Linked DNA regions of Cricetulus griseus: region 1 is linked to region 2. Evidence: chromatin contacts called from public Hi-C data. All regions are on one chromosome and are shown on one strand. The core of a region is the stretch at or near the end of the contact, and the rest is flanking DNA. Distances in the headings are between cores, read along the strand shown.

Region 1 (6,475 bases), core at 1,504-4,003, 290 kb after region 2:
AGCCTCCAAAGCAATACAGAGAAACCCTGTCCTAAAAAAAAAAAAAAAAAAAAAAGTTCTTGTGTGCTGCCAGACAGTGGGAGTGGCCCATGCCTTTAGTTCCAGCACTTGGGAGGCAGAGACAGGTGGATCTCAGTGAGTTCGAGGCCAGCCTGGTCTACAAAGTGAGTTCCAAACAGCCAGGAAAAACCCTGTCTTGAAAAACAAAAAAAAAAACAAACAGAAGTTCTTGGGCAAAATAAACAAGACTGCCAGCTTCCAGAGTGAGGAGACTGATGGGATCTTAGGACATATTAAGGAATGTTCTGGAAGATGTTTGGCTCCCTCAAACACAGTTGCATAAATCACACCTCGATCAAAAAACAAAAAAATCCACAGGCATTAAAGGCTGCAAGCAATTCCATATGTGAGAGCTGACCCCAACAGGTTGGGGCATATGAAGAACCTGCTTTTACAAGGTTATTTCCGGTACCATTGTTTAAAATCTCTAAGGGCTGGAAACCACCTAAATATCCTCCCCAGGGGGGCAGTTTCAATAGAGCCTGTTAGTACCATTCAATGGAGTACTATGCAGCAGTATAAAGGAATGAGGAAGCCATATGATAGGAAAGCTGTCAAAGAGGCTTTGTTTCTAGCAGGTGAATCAAGGTGAGATGGTGTGCTTCCACTTTCGTTTCTTTATATTTTACAAAAGACAAGGACATCTAAGGAAATGGTTATCTCACAGCCACCTGAGAAGTTGAGGCAGGAGGATCAATTCAAGCTTAGCCCCTGGATTCCAGGAAAAGCAGGCAGGCCCCATGCTGAGCTGACATATCAGGCCTGATACAAGTGGATGCTGCTCTTAGGAGTCTCTGGCTGGAGTGCTGGCGGTGAAATACCACACCAGCTACAACTTGCAAACAGTTCAAACAAAGCCACTGGGCACTACTGAGGACTACTGACTCCAAACAAGGGGGCATGGCTCTGCACTGCACCGAAAACACGTGTGCCTCTCTCATCAGGCCAGGTAAGTGCAGACACACTTCCCGGAAGGAGAAGGGGAAGTGGCGGAGTGGGAAGCTGACATAATGAACAGTTTTGCCCACGACTCACTCACTACATACCTCCCTGACACTGGGTCTGGTGGTACCCATAATCCAAGCTGTAGACTTAACGGCAAATTCAAAGCCAGGCCCCACTATAGAACATACCTGGCCTGGGAAATGTAATTCAGCAGGGCTCTACCACTGGGTCACACCCCCCCTACTGGGGAACTCTAGGCTGCACCACTGAACCCCAGCCCTCTTTTTATTCACTTTGAAATGAGGTCTAAGTAGCAGCCTCAGAAATTGCCATCCTCCTGTCTCAGAGCTGAACAATTGTTTCTTTAATGTTTCAAGTCACCTCTCCCAGGGCTGCCAGATCCAAGTACTGCTGGACTTCCCCTGGAGGGCTGGCGCTCCCAAGCTGTAGAGATGGCTCAGAGGCTAGTTACCAGCACCATCCACGTGGTGGCTCACAACCATCTATAATGAGATCTGGTGCCCTTTTCTGGCATACAGACAGAACATTGTGAACACAATAAATAAAGAAATCTAAAAAAAAAGAAGAAGAATCTCCCACTCCCATTAATGGCTTCTGTCATCCCAGTCTTCCTTATTCTGGACAGGGATGCCCCCCTGACAACCACTAGGAGGCACAACTTTGCCCTTCCCCCTCAGGATACAGCTGCAAACCCCACCCACTCGATGCTTTCTGAAGCTCCATCAGCCTGCAGTGCAGGTGTGCCGGGGCTCCCACTCACGCCCCCCGTGGTGTGGCACACTAACACAGTAACCGCTCATTTCCCCCAGGACACCTCACACACTGCCAGCTTCATACTTGGTTCCTCCTCTGGGACCCTCCAGTGCTGCTCTGGTACTGTCTCACCTCCCCCCACAAAACACCAGGCTGGGTAAGCAAGCTGCCCCCACCCAATATCAATTGGCTGATTTTTACTTTATTACATAAAGCATCGCATGGGACCCGACGAGCCAGCGGAGTGGAAAATGGTGCTTGCTGACCATGCCTGACAGCCTGAGTCTGATCATGGGGATCTCATACGGTGGAATGAGAGAGCAACTCCACAGCTGTCCTCGGATCTCCACGTGTGCACCATGGCGCACGCGCACACACACTAAATATAAGGAAGCATCCCAGCTCCGAAACGTTGCTGTTTCTCCCACTCCTTTTTTTCGCGATAGGGTTTCTCTGTGTAGCCCTGGCTGTCCTAGAACTCACTCTGTAGATAAGGCTGTCCTCGAACTCAGAGATCCTCCTGTCTCTGCCCCCCCCCCTCGGGCGGGGATAAAAGGAGGCGGCTACCACGCCCCGCCCATTCCCACTTATTGGACTTCCAGATACTGTCGCCTTGCTCGCTCGGGTGGCCCGCAGCACCCGCACCTCTAGGCCAGGCTTGCACGCACGCCGAGGAGCCCACACTGGGACAGTCCCACGCGCCCCGGCTCCTCGCTCCAGGGATCCGTCACTTGAGCCGCCAGCCCTGCCCTATCCTGCCCGCCGCTGCAGATACTCAACGAACCCTCCTGTTGAGCCCTCCGCTGACCCCACCGAGCGTCCCATTGCCCCTTTTCCTTACTCACCCGCATCAAACTGCTTTTCCCGCCACAAACTACGCCGCCGTGACCCCTAACCCCTTTGCGCGCAGGCCCAGAGCTGCGGCGCGCCAGCTGGGCCCCGCCCCTGACCGGCTAGGGCGGGCAAACCTCACGGCTCCCCCAGCCGATTCCACGCCCTCTCGCAAAGGGCCCCGCCCCTCCACCCAACTTGGACTGCAGTCCCGCCCTTCATGACGCTATGGCCGGAGGACACGCCCCCAGCAACAAGACGCAGTTGGTGATTCCCGAGCGCCCCCTGCGGGCATGCGGGAAGCTACCTGACTGCCTACCACCTCCCGCAGGCCGCAGGGTCGCCTATAACTTACTTCTGTTGCCCTACAAGTCCCTTCCTTTCTTGTTTATGACATTCATGGCCAGATGCTCAGTCCCCAACTTTGGAAGCCTGCCCCTAGCCAGGAAGGGCCCTCTCATCACCTTCCCCATAAAGCTCCTCTCCCCTTCCCTTCCAACCCTCTGACCTCCAGTGCCTCAAACTATGCTGTGTAAGGACACCACCCCACCCACAGTGGCCTGAACTACTTCTCACACTGGGCTCAGGGTTGGCTTGCATTCAGACTTTATTTCTTTGTTTTTGTTTTTTTTTATTAAATAAAAGAGGCAGAGGAAGGGGCCTGAGGTCTCCCTAATATGGGAAGACACCAGCCCTCACCTCTTTCCACTCAAGGTGCATGGCGTGGTAGGCTGAGGTGTAAGCTGGGTGGGAGGGCAGCTGGGGAAGGTCAGAGGCTAGGACCTGTGACCGTCACCCCTCCTGGAAGACTCGGTGGGTGGGGAGGGGCCTCCTGGTGCCAACTGCCACTGGGCTTGCGGCTGAGCCCCTCAGGGCTGGGCCATGACCATGTCCTCCCACCCCAGGAGGGAAGGCGAAGCGTCCATCTGCAAGAAGATGCCACCAAGCTGGGGCATGCATGGTGGCCCCTACTCGTGCACATCCCAGATCTCGGACAGCAAAGGAGGCAGCTTCTTGTCCTGGAGCCGCAAGGCAAAGACCTGCTCTGAGTGCACAGAGCTGAGGGTGCGCAGGCTCACCAGCTTCATGAGCATGCGTGGGAAGCGGAGCTGGTCCTGCAGGGGAAAGGAGGCAGACAGGTGCTGATAAGGGCACTGCCCTGCAAGGCCAGCTGAGTCCGCAAAGTCAATACCATGAGTGGTCAGCCCAGCCTCGAACCCAACCCGGAGGTTGGGGCATCTCTACTGACCTCATAACAGCCAAACGAGGGCACAGGATCGGCATGCCCGGGTGTGTACCACCTAACCCCACCACCAAGCCCCCGGCTTGGGACTAGGGGCTCCCGTACCTGCGGCCGCTTGATTCGCGTGTAGGAGAGGAGTGCCTCCACGTAGGGCTGCTGCAGGGCCTCCACGCGGCTGGGCTCCTGCACATTGGGCCGGTCTGCTGAGAAGATGTTGATCGCAATGAGCAGGGCATACTCGGCGTCGTCCAGGCCCAGCCGGCGCATGGCCCGAGAAAACTCGAAGATGGGGTTGATGAACTCCACCTGCAAGCCTGCAAGAGCAGTCCCAGATTAGCTCCACACCCCTCATAACACTTACGCCTGCTCCCTCCCAGTGTGGACCCTGTGAATGTCTGTTATATAGCAGCCACGCCACCAAGACGGCACCAACACCCTCCCCCTTCCCCCACACACATCCTGGAAGGTCCCGTCTTCTCAGGTCCCAGAATCTGTCTTGGTGAAGGCAGAGGAAAAGGGTATAGGCTAGCCCACACTGTAAAGACTAAGATATGCTAGGACTCACTCATGAACCACTATTTAAGTGTACCTACTATGTGCCAGGCCTTGGAGGAGAGTGGTTTACACACCACCCCACCCCTTTCTCTGTAAAGGACAACAAATTCTAGTTTGCCCTGGCCTACACAGTGAGACCCAATAAAAAACAAAAAAATCCATCTGGGCAGGTTCCAGGCAAACAAGGAGTTGTCACCCAGTTCCAAGCAAGGCATAGTTAATGCTAAGCCCTGATGCTGGACTGTGCTGATGGGCACCAACTCAGAACAAGGCAACCAGTGCTTGGGACAGAATGGACCAAGGCAGAGGAGCATGGAGGTCAGGTCCTGTCCTAGCAGAAGGAGTATGGGTGCTACCGGACTGGCACAGTACCCTGGACTGCTGTAAAGACACACATGTCGGGAGGGTAGTATCTGAGAGCCACCAGTCCTCGTAAGGATCCAAGCAGGAGTGGCTGAGCCTGGGGCCAGGCAGTGGAAGAGCTAGGATGGGATGCTGATGTCCTTCCAGTCCCATCTTCCTAGACCTGACTGCCTGGGGCTCCATGAGCTTCCTTCAAGCCTGGCTGCAGGGCTTTTGATCCTTACAACAAATACTTTTCTCCCCCACACGTGCCCTGCTAAGCTCACACAGGAAGGATCCTAGGACTCCTTGTATAGTAGACGGGCTGGAGCCTAAAGAAGGAAGACAAAGTTGGGAATGGATGCCTAAGGATACTGACAGTCATTCGGGTAGAAGTGACGGGATTCCCAAAGCTACGTGAACAAGCCTCTGTTCACACTGGATGGCAGTGGCCCACAGTCCCATCCTCAGGGAGACAGCCATGTGAGCTCTCCAGGACCGAGCTCCATGAGTCAGCCTTAGGTATAGGTGCTTCTTCCTAATTTCCTGCCAGAGTGCCAGGTGACAAAAATGGTCTTGCCAGTGCCCAACCTGGAGGTCCAATGGGGCAGAAACACCAGGACCCTGCGCCAGTGCTCTCCACAGACCTGCACGGTGGAAGTCATCCTTGCTGTAAGTAAAGTCCTTCAGGAAGGTGATACACTCTGTCTCATGGTTGTAGCGTCTGGCTGTCTCCAGCAACATGATCTGGATGAGACAAGGTATAGGGCTCTTCAGGTGCCCCAAAGTCAAATGTGCTAAGACCAACTGTCATTCCTCTCCCAGGCCGGATATCCCTAGCTTTCCTTCCTCAACTCTGCCACCCACTGTCCCATCCAAGGACACTCGCCTCACATAATCATGAGGTACAGGCTAGAGTTTTGACTCTCGGCACTTAGAACAGATCTTTGCATACAGCTGACAATATTTCCTCACTATCCTTGATTTGGCTCAAATATCTATTTCTTTGAAAAGTCTTGGGGGAATATTTCCTCTTTATTTTATTTATTTATTTATTTATTTATTTATTGGTTTTTTTCGAGACAGGGTTTCTCTGTGTAGCTTTGGAGCCTATCCTGGCAATCGCTCTGGAGACCAGGCTGGCCTCGAACTCACAGAGATTCGCCTGCCTCTGCCTCCCAGAGTCTCTGTGTGCTGGGATTAAAGGCGTGCACCACCAATGCCTGGCTATTTCCTCTTTAACAGTCCATCTAATCTCATCCTCACTATTTTCTACCTCAGAGCATTTCTCTTTTCTCCCTGGTAGGCTCACTGGTGGCTACAGCTATCTTGTTAGGATAAGGGCCTGCTTGCACTACACCCAGCTCTGGTCTCCGTCATAAAGCCTTGCCATTACCTCGATGGTGGATGCCTTCAGGAGGGCGATCTGGTCCTCCCGGCCCAGCTGCAAGAACCCTGGCACCTGCTTGGCAAAGTCCACAATCTCCTGGACTGAGATGATGGCCAGCTCCGTGAAGTGGGCAAAGCGCTGCTGACGAGCATCTCGGGACTGAGGGTCTGCACCCAAGGGCCAGGGCTGGGACACAGGAGACCAAGGTCACATGGGGACTCATTGCCCTATGAAACCCTCCCTAGGCCGGGCGGGCTCTGCCCACTGGGCTGGGCATGGCGATACCGTGACTTTGGGCTGGTCGGAGAAAGAGCGTTTGTTGCACTGCAGCTGCG
Region 2 (5,842 bases), core at 1,912-4,411:
TCAACATCCTCAGGTTGCCTCTGGCTTCAAATGCTTGTCATGCCACAGGCAGACCGGCATTTTCACATGAATGCATACCCATCATAAACACATACAAAGTAAGATTTTAAAAATACATTTATTATTTTTACAATGTGTCTGCACATGAGCTCAGTGCCCATGGGGAGAGAAGAAGGCATCGACCCCCGTGGAGCTAAGTTACATGTGGTTGTAAGCTGCCACATCCTCTGGAAGAGCAGCTGATGCTCTTAACTTCTGAGCCATCTCTCCAGCCCCACGACAAGATTCTGAAATATTAGAGAAAGGCCTAGGGGAGGGGCTTACACACATGGGTGTTAGAGAAAGGCCTAGGGGAGGGGCTTACACACCTGGGTATGGGCTTCTCAAGACAGAATCACCCTTAAGTGTCTAGTCACATATTCAACTTTATTTTCTGGAAGTTTCTGGCATTTTTTCCCTTTTCTTGCAAAACCATGCCAAGACATTTTCCTGGGTTCATCAGCTGTCAAGATGAAACCATAGTCCACAGGGGAACCAGGGGGTGCTTCGATTTGCACACCAAGTTTATACTTTTGTTTGTGAGATCCCCCAGAAAATTGCTCTCAAAATAAAGTTTGCAGTTGACAGCTTTGAAAGGAGCCTGGCCGCAGACGCAAGGTTCACTGCTATTTTAACCTTTGTACTGAAAATAGCTCCGTGGAGAAGGAATACTCGTTTTTCATAGGCAGTCATCAGAACAAAAGGTTTTGGTGTTTTCATTTTGTTTTGTTGTTTTTGGTTGGGAGGAAGGTGGCCTGTGTGCCACAGCACTCACACAGAGGTCAAAGGACAACTTGCGGGCATCGGTTTTCTCCTTCCACTGTGTGGGTCCTGGGTATTGAACTCAGGTTATTGGGCTTGGTGGTGCCTTTCTACCCACTGATACCCACTGAGCTATCATGCTGGCCTGCAAATAATGATTGTGCTAGAATTCTTGACTCTTAATTGGTGGCTCAGCTACTTAAATTTCCCCCTTTCTATCCGGCATCTTTTGACAGTGTCAAAGGCTAGGATAGCTAAATGTGGTGGTGTGTAAGCTGGTCATCCCAGCTCTGGAAGGGAGCCCTGAGGCAGAAGGACCATTATGTGTTTGAGGCCAGCCTGGACTGCAGAATGAGACCCTGTCTTTAAAAACAAACAAAAACAACAAAAACCTAGAGTTCGGTGGAGTTCACCTTTGGTGGTTGAGAGACGCCATGGGAGGAGAGCACTTTCTAGAATCTCCCAGTGAGTTGGGGCATGGATCACTGGTAGAGCCCCTGCCCAGAGTCCCCCAGTGAGGGACTGGGGTGTGGCTCAGTGGTTGAGTCCCTGCCCAGAGTCCCCCAATGAGGGCTGGGGTGTGGCTCAGTGGCAGGGCTGTTCTCTAGCATGCTCAAAGCCCTGGGTTCCATCCCCAAAGGGGAGGTGTAGCTAGAAGGGACTTGGGAATTTCAAAATCCCAGAAGACAGATAGTTAACACCTGGCCAGAAAGCAGAGGTCCAGGGCTGGCTGGTCCCAGTGGGACAATCATCCAGGTTGTGGATAATGTGGGACTGTCCCAGCACCCATGCTGGGCTTTGGGCCACAGGAACTCCTCAGTCCTGGGCCAGCAGGGGTGGCTGGTGACCAGGACACACTTCCTGTGTTCATGTCCCTGCCAGGGCAGCTGGCTTACCTCATACCTGTTGTCTCCCAGTCTGCCTGCCTGCCCCTCTCTCCCAATTCTTCCTACACCAGTTCTATTTACATACCTCATTGGAGCCTCCTGTCTGTCACCCCTGCTCCCTGTCAGGACCTCTGTCTGCCACATTCTGTGTGACTCCCACTCCCCCACCCCCCATCTCTTTCCCCAGGTCTCCGTCCTGCTTTTCTAAGTCTCTCTCTCCCCCCACTACACTTCCTGTGCCTTTGTTTCAGCCAAGACAAGAGCCGCCCACCCCAGACTGTGCCCCACTCCCTCAGGCTGCCCCAGAGCCTCTCAGCCTCCACTCCTAATGCCTGGGTTCCTCTGCCTCCTCTCCTTCTGGAGGGAACCGTAAGGCCCTGCGCAGCCATCTCCGAATTTCCTTGTCCCCACACACATACAACAGTGGGTTGAGGAAGCTAGTTGATCCCAGCAGAGTGAGCCCCAGAGGGCTCAGCAACACCCACACATCCTCCAGCTGCAGTCGGGACCCCCACATGCCCAGGAACTTGAGCAGCAGCAGCAGGTGGAAGGGAAACCAAGAGATGAACAGCATGACTGCAGTGGCCCTTGGCGAGCTTAGCAACGGAGGCCTCCCTGAGACCCTGGCCAGCTGCAGCTGCTCCCGCACCACACTATGGAAGACACTCAGTACCCCCAGTGGCACCCCAAACCCAAACACCAGTTGATCCAGCTCAGGGCTCCAGGCTGAGGGGTCCTGGCCATGCCTAGGGGATTCCAGGGTCACTGTCCTGTTGAAAGGGTCACTGCAGCCATTTCGATCCCTCAAAGTTCCTAAGGCTCTCACAGCCAGGCCCAGCAGAAGGATCCAGAACCTACCAGCCCAGATAACTATTTGGCGGGCTATACGATGAGCCAGTGCCCAGGATGGTTGGAGCAAGGATGTACAGTGGTCAGCAGCCACATGAGTCAGCAGCCGGCCACTAGCACTGAAAGTCAAGAAGGCCAGACGTGGATCCAGGTGGCAGAAGGCAAGGCCCAGGGGCCAGCAGGTGTGGGTCCAGGTGAGGCTGAGAGGCAGGAGCCCCAGGAAGATGATGTCAGCAATGAGCTGGTGGCCAAACCAGGCTGCAGACAGAGAGACAGGAAGGAGGGATTCTCCAGCCTGAGCCAGCAGGCTGTGGCTGGCCATGTCCAGGAGGTAAGAGACAATTGCCACCAGAGAGTAAAGGAGAAAGAGAACTGCCCAGGGCAGGTACAGAATCTCCAGAGGCTGCTGCATCTCCACAGGGCTCTCCATGGCTGACTGGAGCTAGAGGGACAAACAAAGCCTCCACATCAGAGAGTCCACGCGCACACACATACACACTGTCCCAAGCCTCTCAGATGGGCACCTCAGGGACAGTCCCAGTGCCCCCAGATCCTGGTGTCATCCTCTCTTTTTTGTTTCTGGGACCTGCCACCAGTCTGCCATCTTGACAAATCATGCCTTCATGCCTTCATCACAGTGACCCAGCTCAGCCCTCCCCCTCCTCTCCAATGACCCCTCAGTCTGTTCTGATATGCAGGGCGGGGCTGACCTCCACACCCTCCCCTGTCCTGCATCTTCTATGTTTCCCCAGTGCTCCTGAGTCTAGGAAGGGAATATCCTACCTGGCACTCCCCTTCTCAGCTGTGCCCCCTCCTGTCTGTCCCTCACTCTCCAGGCCCTCCCCTCTTCCCTACCTCCTCAGTCCATTCTGAAGAACACAGACACTTCAAGTTCAAGGGCCAGTCAGTCAGGATGAAAAGCCACCAAGGCCATGAGGATTGGAGACCTGAGGGCTGTCCCATCCCTCAGTCCTCTGACTCTTGGGTGTCAACTCCAGATTTAGACTCAGGCCCACCACTTACTCCCACCCCTCATGCTCTGAGCTCACCGGTCAGTAGGTGTGGGATGTCTTTGGGACACCCAAGCAGCAGCTGGTGGTCTGGACTTCTCTTGACCCAAAGTTTAAATGCCTGGTGAGCTCACAAATAAAAGGAGTCAGACTTGGCTGGAAACCAGAGAGGCCACCCAGTCTGGGCCTCAGTTCCCCACTCTGAGAATGGAAGAAGGGCTTGTTCATCTCAGTACTCCCAGGTAGGGTCAGCGCCTCTCAGGGTTCTGTGCCTTGTGACTCTACCCACCTCACCAGCCTCCTGGCCAACACTTCCCTTCCTCTGCACTGTGGTTCCCAGAATAAGCCACATGCTTGCTTACACACACACACACACACACACACACACACACACACACACACACACACACATAGCCTGCTGGCTATTCTAACATTCTGGTATAGAATTTGGCATCATCTTGTTGCTGCAGATAACATACTCCTGTTCAAAACTTCACTGAGTGGCACCCAGGGCATAATGACACAGGCCTGTAATCCCAGTACTTGGAAGATCAGAAGTTCAAGATCACCCTTAACTACCTAGCAACTCTGAGGCCAGCCTGGCTACATAAGACCCCACCTAAAAAAAAAAAAAAAAAAAAGATAGTTGTCACAAAACCTAACAGTCTGAATGTGAGCACAGGAAATTACGAGTTGCCCTCTGACCTTCACACAAATACCACATGCTTTTACACCTCCCAAGTAAATAAATAAATACAATTTTAAGTTTAAATTTTGATCTTATGTTTATAAGTGTTTTGCCTGCCTGTATATCTTTGCACCACTTTTGAGTACCTAAATAGGGAGGATTGGAGGGCGTGGCTAGGCTTCGGTAGGAGGCAATGGTGTGGGTGGAGGAAGAGGAAGTGGGTTAGGCCAGGCTTTGTCTTGGGGTTGCTGTGGGAAGTGGGGAGGAGACAAGGAAGGAGAATGGGGTGTGGAATGGAGCCTGCAGTCAGCTTCCACCCTAACCCTGAGCTAACGCTAACCTACTCTGCTCATCAGCTCTCTTCAAGCTCCTAGTCTGGGCTCTCCACTCAAAGGCTGCCTCCTCTGTCCCAAGTCCAGCCTGCTTCCTCCTGTCCTGCTCACCCACTCCTTTTGCGCCCCCCCCCTCATCCTTTCCTGCTCACAGACCTCACATAGCCCCAGAGCCTTTGAGACAAATCCCAACACACGCGCGCGCGCACACACACACACACACACACACACACACACACACACACACACACACCCTACCTGACCCTTCACAGAGGCCTCTTCCAGCCTTACCCAGCCCAGTCTCTGGTTTGGGGTTGATCTTTCTCCCCAGGGTCTGAACCTCCAGAATGAAGATAGCAGCCTGCACACAGGAAGCCTCATAGGACTTCCCTTTTCCTGCTTCCTCCTCCTCTTTTCAGTGCTGCATTGGGTGGGAATGGATTGCTTTGTCTACACTACCAGCTTACTCTATTGCTGAGCCATGCACCCAGGCCCTTGCTTAGGGATTCTGGGCAGGGGCTTTAATGCTGAGACACACCCGTCCCTAGTTGTTTATTTTTGTTGTTGTTGTTGTTTGTTTCTAAAACAATATCACTAAGTTAAGTTGCCCAGAATGGCCTTGAACTCAGGATCCTCCTGCCTTCAGGTAGATAGAATGACAGCCTGCCCTAGCCAGAGGCCCTATTTTCAAAGCGGCGTCAATCCTGTAGCTCCCAAACTCAAATGACTGAGTGTGGAGCACAGCCTCACTCACAGCTGTTATGGATGGGTGGGACCAGGGGTCGTAGACAAAAATGAGAACCAGAAATCACACCTGGCATTAGAGGACAACTTATTGCAGGCCCCCTGGGTCTAAGGTCGAATCTTGCCTGGGCAGCGGGTCTTCCAGACCTTCTGAACAGTCACAGGGTGAGAAAACGCAGGCTCTGGGGCAACAGCCATAGGCCCTGCACCTGTTTCCAGGGCAGGTTCCACACTGGGTGGGGAGATGTCAGGGGGTGAAGAGCTCATGACAGCTATTTCCCAACATCGGTGACAGACTGTCTCCTCTGGCTGGGAGGATAAAACCAGCCTACACTGGGGGCTCTGCCTCCCCTGCCACCTCCTGCCTTCCTGGAGAGACACACTGGAGGTGATTAAGAACAAAGCCTCCCAGTAAGGTGATGGCTTTGACACTGTGCTGCAAGCTCCTGGAGCTTCAGCCCACAGGGAAGGGGCCTGTGTACCTACTGTGTGCCAAGCCAGTGCTTGTTGAATAAGAAGAGTGAAGTCACA

What was found. A called contact is a pair of places that touch in the nucleus more often than the background predicts.
Region 1: a Hi-C map of fibroblasts shows a contact between it and region 2, with 4 times the contacts expected there. The contact joins the promoter of Pold1 here to the promoter of LOC103161573 in region 2. A contact is called at or near these places in 2 of 8 Hi-C or Micro-C datasets (fibroblasts and liver).

What each region holds. Positions count from the first base shown.
Region 1 is chr6:153,421,608-153,428,082 of CriGri-PICRH-1.0, forward strand. Pold1 (DNA polymerase delta catalytic subunit) reads right to left here and starts at 2,754. Exons shown (of 27, transcript XM_035446590.1): 1 at 2,625-2,754. Nr1h2 (oxysterols receptor LXR-beta) reads right to left here. Exons shown (of 9, transcript XM_027420790.2): 5 at 6,426-6,475; 6 at 6,147-6,326; 7 at 5,398-5,497; 8 at 3,959-4,167; 9 at 3,194-3,725. The coding sequence ends at 3,579.
Region 2 is chr6:153,134,253-153,140,094 of CriGri-PICRH-1.0, forward strand. It overlaps LOC103161573 (formyl peptide receptor-related sequence 4), which reads right to left and starts at 3,162. Exons shown (of 1, transcript XM_035447014.1): 1 at 1,979-3,162. The coding sequence starts at 2,967. The coding sequence ends at 2,014.